Regions from separate parts of the Mus musculus genome. Here all the other regions are linked to region 3. A link is a contact called in public HiCAR-type and promoter capture Hi-C data. All regions are on one chromosome and are shown on one strand. The core of a region is the stretch at or near the end of the contact, and the rest is flanking DNA. Distances in the headings are between cores, read along the strand shown.

The links. Promoter capture Hi-C pulls out the DNA fragments that hold promoters and counts their contacts. HiCAR-type assays count read pairs that join an accessible place to other places.
Region 1: a contact with region 3 is called in a HiCAR-type map of astrocytes, with 5 times the contacts expected there. The contact joins the promoter of Cth here to the promoter of Depdc1a in region 3. A contact is called at or near these places in 10 of 39 promoter capture datasets (the 3T3-L1 cell line, 3T3-L1-derived adipocytes, the C10 cell line and 6 more) and 3 of 115 datasets of contacts at active chromatin or transcription factors (astrocytes, embryonic stem cells and large pre-B cells).
Region 2: a promoter capture Hi-C map of embryonic stem cells shows a contact between it and region 3, with 9 times the contacts expected there. The contact joins the promoter of Ptger3 here to the promoter of Depdc1a in region 3. A contact is called at or near these places in 6 of 39 promoter capture datasets (the 3T3-L1 cell line, cranial neural crest, embryonic stem cells and 3 more) and 1 of 115 datasets of contacts at active chromatin or transcription factors (large pre-B cells).

What each region holds. Positions count from the first base shown.
Region 1 is chr3:157,922,651-157,926,530 of GRCm38.p6, forward strand. Cth (cystathionase (cystathionine gamma-lyase)) reads right to left here and starts at 2,413. Exons shown (of 12, transcript NM_145953.2): 1 at 2,216-2,413. The coding sequence starts at 2,380. 1810013D15Rik (a long non-coding RNA gene) reads left to right here and starts at 2,558. Exons shown (of 6, transcript XR_867796.2): 1 at 2,558-2,696; 2 at 3,453-3,596.
Region 2 is chr3:157,564,534-157,568,368 of GRCm38.p6, forward strand. It overlaps Ptger3 (prostaglandin E receptor 3 (subtype EP3)), which reads left to right and starts at 2,343. Exons shown (of 4, transcript NM_001359745.2): 1 at 2,343-3,312. The coding sequence starts at 2,485.
Region 3 is chr3:159,493,121-159,496,909 of GRCm38.p6, forward strand. Depdc1a (DEP domain containing 1a) reads left to right here and starts at 2,313. Exons shown (of 12, transcript NM_001172092.1): 1 at 2,313-2,446. The coding sequence starts at 2,399.

The DNA.
Region 1 (3,880 bases), core at 1,163-3,662, 1.6 Mb before region 3:
TACTGGATTTAACCACTCCTGCTTGCTCTCTGAACCGTTTTAACATTAAAATCATACCTGACTGCTCAATTTCTATACACTTTTTTCCACACAGGCAGCAAGCCTATCTAGGAGGGGCACACTTGGAGGAGGTGATGAGCGTATTTTGAATGCACATCATCAGGAGTATCCTAGCCTGATATAGAGACACTTTTGGGACTCCACCTCACATACAAAAAAGGGTTGTTTGTAAGAACTTTACCTGGCTTAGAACACAGAAAGGCAGTATTCAGAGCAGTCAAGACCTGGGAATGTGCAACAACTGCTTTGATAACAGCTGTCCTCTGAACCTGGGGCATTTTTAATATACCAAGACCCATTTAGTAAGCCACCAGAAAGGAAGATGCCATGAGATTCACAAGGCTGCATCTTACAGGCTTTACCAGTCACTTGGTCATTTGTGTTTGTTGAGTCTGGGTCAGTTTCCGTTTTTATAAAAGGATTTAACCCCTGCCCTATGACTTAGCTGCTGTGGTCAAATGGAAATAACAAGGCAGGAAGACTGCAAACACCAAAGTACTCCTAAGTGTGTACTACAAAATTTAGAAATGTTACAACAGTAACAGCTTGTGTAGTGTGTTCTATCATTATCCCAGTTTACACAAGGTCATCTCAAGTCTTGGATGGGTTAAATAGCTTCCTCCAGGTTACTCAGTCAGAGAAGCTGATGTAAGAATTAAAACCCATGTGCTCTTAATCACAAAGCCACACTACTTAGATCAATGGTTGCCAATCTTCCTGATGCTGTGACCCTTTAATACAGTTCCTCATGGTGTAGTGACCCCCAACTAATTATTTTTGTTGTTACTTCGAAACTGTAATTTTGCTACTATTAGGAATCGTGATGTAAATACCTGATACATGTAACCCCTGAAAAGGGTTGTTCCACTCCCAAAGGGGTCACAGCCCAGAGGTTGAGAACTGCTGGCTTAGATGATGAAATGGCTTGAACTATTACATAGCTCAGTTACAGTGCAGCACCATGGAGTCAGTTGCAGAAGGGAGGGGTTCAAGATAAATTAAATCTTATAACCCTATTATCTCAGCTATCTCAGTTTGAACACTTGAGACCTTAGTTCAGGCTAGGATCCTTCTTGTTAACCTTCAGTGAGACTCTACATGTAACACACATAGATTTTAAGTACGCACTTGGTACATAAATACACATTAGCTATTAACTGAACATACCGACTGAAACTAATCTTAATTCTAGGATTTTCATTGTTTAGTGTGTGAGAGAGAGGAGAAAGAGAAAGAGACTGAGGGGGGAGGGAGGAAGAGAAGGACAGGGAGAGAGGGACGGAGTGGGTGAAAGAGACTGGGGACAGAGAGAAGAGAGGGAGGGGGGAGAGAAGGAGAGAGAGGGAGAGTGCAAGCCTTTGGGTGCATCAAAGAACAACTAAGGTGGTGGTTCATGCCTTTAATCCCAGCACTTGGGAGGCAGAGGCAGGCGGATTTCTGAGTTCGAGGCCAGCCTGGTCTACAAAGTGAGTTCCAGGACAGCCAGGGCTACACTGAGAAACCCTGTCTCAAAAACAAACAAACAAACAACAAAAAAAAAACAACTACAGGAGTTGGTTCTCTCCTTCCATCCTATAGATTATGGGATTGAATTATAGTAGTCAGGTCTGGTGACAAGCACCTTTATATACCTGCTGTAATAAACACCATGCCCAAACCAACTTGGGGAGGAAAGAGTTTTTTATTTTACTTCCATTTAACAGTTCACCATGGAAAGCAGTTAGGACAGGAACCTGGAGGCAAGAACTAATGCAGAGGCCACGGAGAGGTGGCTTCTTACTGGCTCGTTCACCCAACTTCTTATAGAACGCAGGGCCACTAGCCTGGGGGGGGGGGGCACCCACCATGGACTTATCCTCCCCCATCAATCTCTAATTAAGAAAATGCCTGCTTGCAGCCTGATCTACTGGAGGCATTGTCTCAATCGAGGTCCCCTCCTCTCTCGCTTGAGTCAAGTTGATATAAAACTAGTCAGCACGACTGCTGAGCCATTTCACCAGCCCAAGAGCCTTCATTTTTCAAAGTAGGACTGGCTGCAGGTAGCTTCGATGCTACAGAATTCAACAACTTACAGTTCTGGTTTTTAACTGAAAATCGCAGAGAGCGCATGTCCCGAGCGCTCCCACAGTCAGCCCAGCCCTGCCCGGCTGCTTACCGAGGACTGGCCCGGGAAGTCCTGCTTAAATGTGGTGGCCAACGAAATGGGCAGCACCACGGCACGAGAATTCCATTGCTCAGGCTCTTGTCCCACGTGGATGGCCTGAGTGGCGAAATGCTGGAAACTAGGCAGGAAGCCGCTCAAAGAGGCGTCCTTCTGCATGCTGGGGCAGGAGTGCGAGGTGTTGCTTTGGCTAAAACCTTCTGGACTTTGGCGCTTATATCCAGGGTGGGGAGGGGCCGACGCAACCAATCATCGCTGGTCCCTAGGCAGCGGCCCTGCTTATTGGTCGGCAGTGGAGGTGTTGCCCCGATCGTTCCTGCCCCGCCTCCCAGTGGCACAGAGCAGTGCCCACGTGGGACACCTCAGCACTGAGGTGCAGCACTCAGCCCAGAGATCCCCTTTGTCTGCAGGATAGGGACGCAACCTCCAGCAGCCTCGCGTGGCCCCAGAGTTCCGGCAAGGGTCACGCAGGCAGGTGCTTCCCTCGGATCTGAGGACCGCCACAGCTGTGCCACCAGCGCCCGCGTCTCTACTCTGGCCAAGATCAGGCCTTAAGGCCCAAGCTTTGCTCCCAAAAAGACGTAGCTTTGACCTAATTTTACACCTTGTCCGAGAACTGGGGAATTTAAGGAGTTTCTGTACCTGGGAAGTCGAACCTAAAACTTTGTTTTTTTTTTTGTTTTTTTTTTTTAAGATTTATTTATATTTACTTATTATTATATGTAAGTACACTGTAGCTGTCTTCAGACACACCAGAAGAGGGAGTCAGATCTCGTTACGGATGGTTGTGAGCCACCATGTGGTTGCCGGGATTTGAACTCAGGACCTTCAGAAGAGCAGTCGGGTGCTCTTACCTGTTGAGCCATCTCACCAGCCCGAACCTAAAACTTTGAAACACTGTTGAACGAATTTGGAAGGTGTTAAGGAATAAACAACTGATTTTAAAAGCTACGGTTTGGAAAAGCTACGAAGAGCAAACACAATCAGTATGCTTTTCAAATTAGCTCCAGACACAATCACCTTCCAGAACCAAGTGTACACTGCCAGAGGCACAGGGGAAGCGGGTAGCCTCTGAAACACTAACGGGTTACCATGCTTGCTTGATTAGTATTTCTCCTTTTAAAGTATGTTCTCAGCCTGAGTATATTTTAACGATGTGTTTGTGTGTGTGTGTGTGTGTGTGTGTGTGTGTGTGTGTGTATTGCACCACATGCATACTTGATGTCTACAGAGGTCAGAAAGGCTGTTGGATTCCCCTGGAACTGCATTTGGAAACAGATGTGATCTGCGTGTGGGAGAGAAAGCCAAGCCCTGGTGCTCTGGAACCAATGCTCCTGCGGGCAATGCTCTTGCTCCCTGAGCCATCTCTAAAGACGTAAGTACATTTTGATGAGATCACAGAAAACACCGAGGAGTAGAAGGGCCTGAAACAGTTCTGAGTCCAGTTCTAAGTACAGTTGGTAAGCCCTGGGTTATACAAACATGGATGTTTTCTATTTGTTTGTATACTTGTCTGTTTATCGTATTTGAGAGTGCAGAGGAATGTGTGGCACACCCATAGAGGTCAGAGGACAGTCTTCCACCTCCCTGTTGACGCAGGGTCTTTGCACTGCTTACCCCAGGCTAGACCACCCAGGAGCTTCAGTGGATTCTCTGTCT
Region 2 (3,835 bases), core at 1,093-3,592, 1.9 Mb before region 3:
GGACATGAGAGACTCTCAGGACTCAAAGGTAGGGGCCTTAGATGAAATGCCCTACAGTGGGGAGAGGGAGCTTATAGAGTCCACCTCCAGCAGAAAGACAGGACATCAAGTGAAGGGATGGGGTTGCCATCCTACAGTCAAAAACTCTGACCCAAAATTGTTCCTGTCTGAAAAAAAAACCTGCAGAGTCAAAAATGGAGGAGAGCCTAAGATAAAGAAGGTCCAGTGACTGGCCCAAATTGGCATCCAGCTCAAGGGGAGGCCTCAAGGCCTGACACTATTACTGATATTATGGAGTGTTTACAAACAGGAACCTATCATGACTGCCCTCCGAAAGGCCCAACAAGCAGCAGCTGAAAGACTCAGATGCAGATATTTACACCTAACCAATGGACAGAGGCTGGTGACCCCTGTGGTTGAATTAGGGAAAAGCTGGGAGAAGCTGAGCAGGAGGGCAACCCAATAGGAAGAGCAGTAGTCTCAACTAACCTGGACTCCGGAGATCGCTCAGACACTGAGCCACCAACCAGGCAGCATACACCAGCTGGTATGAGGCCCCCAACACACATACAGCAGAGGACTGATGGGTCTGGGTTCAGTCAGAGAAGATGCACCTAACCCTCAAGAGACTTCAGGTTTCAAGGAGTGGGGAAGGTCTTGAGGGGTGGGGGGTGGGGAACATCCTCTTGGAGCCGGGGTTTTGGGGGGAGGAGGAGGTATGGGATGTGGAACAGTTAGAAGGCAGACCAGGAGGGGGATTAAAGAATTAAAAAAAAAAATGTTTTAAAGAAATTCTCTTTAATACAAGATAGTGCATGTTAGCAGTTTAGCCACTAGAGGGGAGTGTCGTTTCAAATGAACTAAGTCAACTCTTGGCAGCTAGCAAAAGAACCAACAGGAAAACAACCAGGAGAATCTAAAAGTTACTTATTTGCAGGGTGAACAGCTAAAATGTAGGTAACTCTGGCTGGGAAAAAAAAAATGCTTCAAGAAGAGAAGGGTTTCTGAAACTTTGTTAAGAGCTGTCAACAAAGGAATACACATGGCTCCAGCTGCATATGTAGCAGAGGATGGTCTTGTCATGGTATCAAGTGGAAGGAGAGGTCCTTGGTCCTATGAAGGTTGGATAGATGCCCCAGTGTAGGGGAATCAAAGGTGGGGAGGTGGGAGTGGGTGGGTGGGTGGAGGAACACCCTCTTAGAAGCAGGGGGAGAGATGTGATAGGGTGTTACAGGGAGGGGCGGGAAAGGGGATAACATGAAATGTAAATGAAAATATCCAATAAGAGAGAGAGAGAGGGAGAGAGAGAGAGAGGGAGAGAGAGAGAGAGATTGATTAACTATCTTTGCCAATACATGTTCTTATGGTCGACCTTCTCAGTAAGCATTAGGCAGGGGGAAGTGACCTAATGAATAGAATGCTAACCACTCAAAGGAAGACCTGAATTGGGATTCCCAACACCTGAGTAAAAGTAGCCTGGCTGTTGGGCTTGGGTGTGTGAGGCCATACCAGGCCGGGAGTCACAGTGGAAGACACTCCATGTTGAAGTCTGACCTCAATGTAAATACGAAAGGACTCTCTCTCTCTCTCTCTCTCTCTCTCTCTCTCTCTCTCTCTCTCTCTCTCTCTCTCTCTCTCTCACACACACACACACACACACACAGCGGGGTGGGAAATAGGGGGATGATAATGTAAACAAGTTAGTTATTAATAAATATAAAATTTTTGATCTAACTAAAGGGTGGCATATTTTCTTTGATGTATGAATTCCAGAATACTCTTAAAATTTAAATGTATCATTATACTGAAATGTCACTCAGTGAAAATGTGAATTTGCTATGTACTTTCACCTGTGTGCTTACTTGGTTTTGGATTTTTAAACTGACATTATCCTAGAAAAGTATTTTACCAATATGAGTTTGGAATTAGTCCAAAGTAAAATAAGGCAATAGTTTCAGGAAGACTTAAAACACAAACTCATCCCTATTCTTTCCCAGATGTGAGTATCATATGTATATACATATGATATTGATACATATACATATATATATTTATATATATATATTAAATAAAACAAATTCAATGACAGTCAAACATGAGGAGAAATCAGCATTGCGATTCACGCAGCTACTAACATGTCAGATTTCGTCTTTTCTCCAGTGTCACGTAACCCAAAGGCTGATGAGCACTTTACAGAGTCCCAGAGCTGGAGAGGCAGACCTAGGGGGCGCGGCGCCAGGTGATCCCAGCCCACACCGCCCTTCGCCTGCCTACTCGCAGCACCGCCCCTCGAGCTCCAAGGCGCGGGAGGAGCCTCGCGCGGCGTCGGGCGGCGCCTGTCCAGTCCCCGCAGCCTAGCGCGGGAGGCGGCGGGCGATGGAGAGCAGAGCCTGGGCTCCGGCTGTCCCCCAGTGCACTCTGCTGCTATCCCGCAGCTGAGCCGGGAGGCTCCGGCCCCGTGCGCCCTACCGTGGCCCCGCCACTATGGCTAGCATGTGGGCGCCGGAGCACTCTGCTGAAGCGCACAGCAACCTGTCAAGTACTACCGACGACTGCGGCTCCGTGTCCGTGGCCTTTCCCATCACCATGATGGTCACTGGCTTCGTGGGCAACGCGCTGGCCATGCTGCTCGTGTCGCGCAGCTACCGGCGCCGCGAGAGCAAGCGCAAGAAGTCTTTCCTGCTGTGCATTGGCTGGCTGGCGCTCACCGACTTAGTGGGGCAGCTCCTGACCAGCCCGGTGGTCATCCTCGTGTACCTGTCACAGCGACGCTGGGAGCAGCTCGACCCATCGGGGCGTCTGTGCACCTTCTTCGGGCTAACCATGACAGTGTTCGGGCTATCCTCGCTCCTGGTGGCCAGCGCCATGGCCGTGGAGCGCGCCCTGGCCATCCGTGCGCCGCACTGGTATGCCAGCCACATGAAGACTCGCGCCACGCGCGCGGTACTGCTGGGCGTGTGGCTGTCTGTGCTCGCCTTCGCGCTGCTGCCGGTGCTGGGCGTGGGCCGCTACAGCGTGCAGTGGCCGGGCACGTGGTGCTTCATCAGCACCGGGCCGGCGGGCAACGAGACAGACCCTGCGCGCGAGCCGGGCAGCGTGGCCTTTGCCTCCGCCTTCGCCTGCTTGGGCTTGCTGGCTCTGGTGGTGACCTTTGCCTGCAACCTGGCGACCATCAAAGCCCTGGTGTCCCGCTGTCGGGCCAAAGCCGCCGTCTCGCAGTCCAGCGCCCAGTGGGGCAGAATCACCACGGAGACGGCCATCCAGCTCATGGGGATCATGTGTGTGCTGTCCGTCTGTTGGTCGCCGCTATTGGTAAGTAGTTGGTAGAGTGGGGGCGTTTGTAGGGAGCCGTAAATGTAGGGAAACTTTCTGAAAGTGACTAGCACCCAGAATTCCTGCCGCTCATGCGGCCCCGGGTTGCAGCCTCCAGCCAAGAGCCTAAGCCGCTTGCGGAGCTTACAAGAGCTAGTCAAGTCGGTCCAGACTTGCCAGGCGCTTGTGAAGATGCAAACAGCCTAGGCACAGAGGTGGGTAGACGCTGCTCAAGCCAGTGCAGACTGATGTTTGCCCCTTGCGTTATAAGAGGAGGTATGATGACAACTCTAGCTCAACCTGCTAATCCCGCTGCGATGTTTGGGCACCTGGGAGCCAGGCAGGTCCTATGGCTTCAGCCGCACAGCAACTAACCTTCTTGGCAAACTGTCTTTCTGTTGCCAGCACTAAAGGTTCTCAGGTAGCTACTGTCTGCAGGGAGGGTCAGGAAGGCACAGATGCCGCAGCCCCCTAAGAAGCCGGGTACTGTGTACACCAAAGTGGAGGACTCTCCAGTAGCACA
Region 3 (3,789 bases), core at 1,063-3,562:
AGCAAATCTAAATAACAAAAATACATATTCAGAACTATCATATTCCAACTACTGAAAACTATATGCAAAGAAATATCACAGAAGCAGCTCAAGACAAATAATGCACCATTTCTAGGAAAATTATTCAGATGATTACAGCTGCTTCATTGAGGCCAGAATGAAGTGAGACAATATTTATAAAGTGCTGAGAGAAAAATAATTCTTAACCCAAAACTTCATATTCACAGAAAAACTCTTTTAGAAATGAAGATGAAATATTTCCAAATAGGAATAAATACAATTTTAAAAATCGTTGTCAGCAAACATGTTTTAAAAGAATTTTTAAAAGACTTCTTTAGACAGAGGAAATAACACCTAAAATGACCAGTAGATTTGAAAAGGAAACAGAAATAAAAAATAACTCTGTAAATTTAATATACACTTGTTGTCCTTTACACTTCTATAAAATACATGTGATTTCTGAAAACAAGAATCAAAACATATCTTGTCTGCAGTTAATGTAGATATAATACAAATGCATACCATAACAAAGCAAGGGAAAATAAATGAGACTATCTGGTAAAAAGTTCACCAGATACCTTATGGGGAATAAACTATAGAAAGCAAAACTAGATATAAATATCTTCATGCACACTGCAGCTATCTACAGAAAAATGATTATTAAAATCAGAAGCAAGATTAACAGGAGTAGATTTGTCATGTTTTAAGGTGAAACTCATACTTAGAAGGCAAGTAACCTGGATTATTATGCTTTGCCTGTACAACTTCATATCACTCTTAAAATCCCCTTAAAACTCCATTCTACCATGGCTTCATGATTCTGTTTATTTTCTCAATAAACACCCTCTCTCCATGTGGCTCACTCTAAATCACAATCAGCTCTGGTATTTCCTTCTTAAACAGACCCTACCAAAAAGAAAGGCTTCATAACTTTTCCACACATTCCACATAGTTCATTAAGGTTATCATAGTGATTTAGAAAATACATCATTGATTTATTTACTTCACAACTTATATAAATCATGAATGTGTGCTCAGTGTAAATTTAGGCAAATTAAGAGAAAAACTTCTAAAAGAGACAACTTTTTTTGCATAGAGTAAACCTTTACAGACCCATTCATCCAGATTGATGTTCTTCCAATTTTTCAATAAATCTTCTCTTCATGAAGCTAGTAAAGCAGCGAATAAATCAGACCATATACAAATACACATATTAGTAAATACACATACATATTAAAGATCGTGCAAAAGAATAAGAGAAGTAGACGGAGAAAGAAAATGTTGGTACTGCAAGTAAAATGTGGACAAGAAAACAGATGATGTGAAATTTATAAATAAATGTCAACTACTTTAAGAGAATGTTCCTTTTTCTATGAATTTCTACTATAAAGGTTAATTTCCAGACTTTTTGGTGACCTTTTCTCAACAACGACAACAAAAATTCATAATGTTTTCACTATTCTGTGCAAATGATTTCTATGTCATTGTTATTATATAAATCACTACCTTTTCTAGAAGGTGATAGAAGAGCAAGTCAAAGGAATTTTTACAGAGGTGTGAACACACAAATGTATGTATCTTGGTCCTATAAAACAGTACAACTAAAGACAACTGATTTTTAAACAGTAATAATTCATCTTAATTGAAAAAATCATATTAAATCATGGCAAATATAGACATTTGGTGTACACATGTCACATAAGCCAGCACTACCCTCTAACAGGTAGGGACTGAAAGATGATAGGGAAACCTGCAAGTAAAGTCTGTTTTGATATGTCAAATAGGTATCTAAGCTGCTTGTCCAGGGTTTGAAACTTGTGTGTGTGTGTGTGTGTGTGTGTGTGTGTGAGAGAGAGAGAGAGAGAGAGAGAGAGAGACAAAGAGACAGAGAGACAAAGAGACAGAGAGACAGAGACAGAGAGAGAGACAGAGAGAGAGACAGAGAGAGAGAGAGAGACAGAGAGAGACAGAGAGAGACAGAGACAAACAGAGACAGAGAGACAGACAGAGACAGAGCTTGAAAGAAAATAAACAAACACACACCGAGGTCTTTTAGGGGTAGTGTCCGGGTGAAACCCAGCCTGGCTTATATTAACATTGCTGAAGAGCCCCTAGAATCAAGAAGGGAGAGTCGTTTCTGCTGTCGTGCCATTCTTTAGCTATACAATCGCTTTGGTTCTGTGCTCCACAGCTCTCCTGCACCACCCAGACAAGCTGTGCTCGCGTCACAGCGCCTTCCCCTCCGTGTAGCATCATGTGACTCAATGGCGCCGCCAATCAGCTTCGCTCGGAGATATTCAAATCAGCAGCGCGGCAGTTGTTTCCGACACCAACTCCAGGCCACAGAGGTTCCTGCTACCGCGCACTTTCCGCAGCCTCTCAGCCCGGCAATGATAGCATGGAGCGTCAGGGTGCTCCTCTTGGACCTTACCGGGCCACCAAGCTGGTAAGAACGTGGAGGAGAGGGACCAGAGACCGAGGTTTTCCGAGGGATCCTGGGTGTAAAAAAGTTTCCTGAGGGGATTCAGAGCTACTAGATTCGTGAGCCAGGGATCTGGTATCCCGAGTGAGCCAAGGCGCCTAGATTTCGGAGAAAGGTGCTGAGGGAAAGGTGCTGAGATGCAGCTGCTCCTGTCCGGGTCTTTGATTTGCACTCCTCTCTGGTATTTCTCAGTTTCAGATCCAAAGTGCTCTACCCCAAAATTGTATCACTTTCTGACTCTGCGAGACAACTCCTCAGATGTCTTCTTTCCCCCTGATTCGCATAATAGTCTTAGCCACTTTTCACTTGTAATCTACAGCCTCTCAGAATTAGAAATTAAAGTTTCAAGTCTGGAAGCCCAGGCATGACAGCTTGGCTTATTGACCCTATAGAATTTGTGAGTAGCACTAGGAAAGAACTATTCAACCTAAACCCCGAGTACTTTAGTAATCACTTTTAATAGTCACTGGGGCTGCGCATTTGGATTACATTGAGATTCACCTAACCTCAGTTTCCACATTGGTACAATGGCACAATACATGCCCACTTTAAGAGATTTTCTAAAAATATTCTGTGTATGAGAATGTGTGATAGTCTATAGAATAACAAGCAAATTGTCTTCTCACAAATGCTGGCCCTACTTTACCTTGTGGGAACTAAGTTTCAAAGAAGGAACTCTCTGAAAGCCACATAAATGATGGATGGAAGAACTAGAAAATGTACCACTTTCTGTCAGGGTGATCTTGATATTCTAGTGCTCAACAAGTAGTGGTGGTTATGTTTATCAGTAGAAAGGATGGAATTTAGTTTTGAAATGTACCTTAATGAGGTAGTCCTGTCACATCTTATATGAATTTACCATCTTATATGAAAGTAACATAAGCAACCCCCCACACACAAAAATGTCAAGTACTAACAAAAATTTACATAAAATAAGGGTTTTGTTGATTACCACAAGATAGATATTAATACAAGGATACTGAGGTACAGGGAAGGAAAGAACAAAGATTTATAAACAAAAAGTAAGACTAAAGTTTAAGCAAATACAAAATGTTTCAGCCTGGGAACTTACAAATCCATCACATTTCAAAAATATTGTGACATCTGTGAGTGCAGAGTCACATGTTACTTTATTACTGTGGTGAAGCAGTTCAGTACAGTTTCTTGAAAGTAATGAGAGAGGTTTGGGGAAAAATAATTATATTTACTGTTTTTCAGCTGTAAAACCAATATTGTGATCTTACACGTGATACAGTAGTAATATAATTAATAGTCTCATATATAAGGTTAATAATCTGTTTCTAACA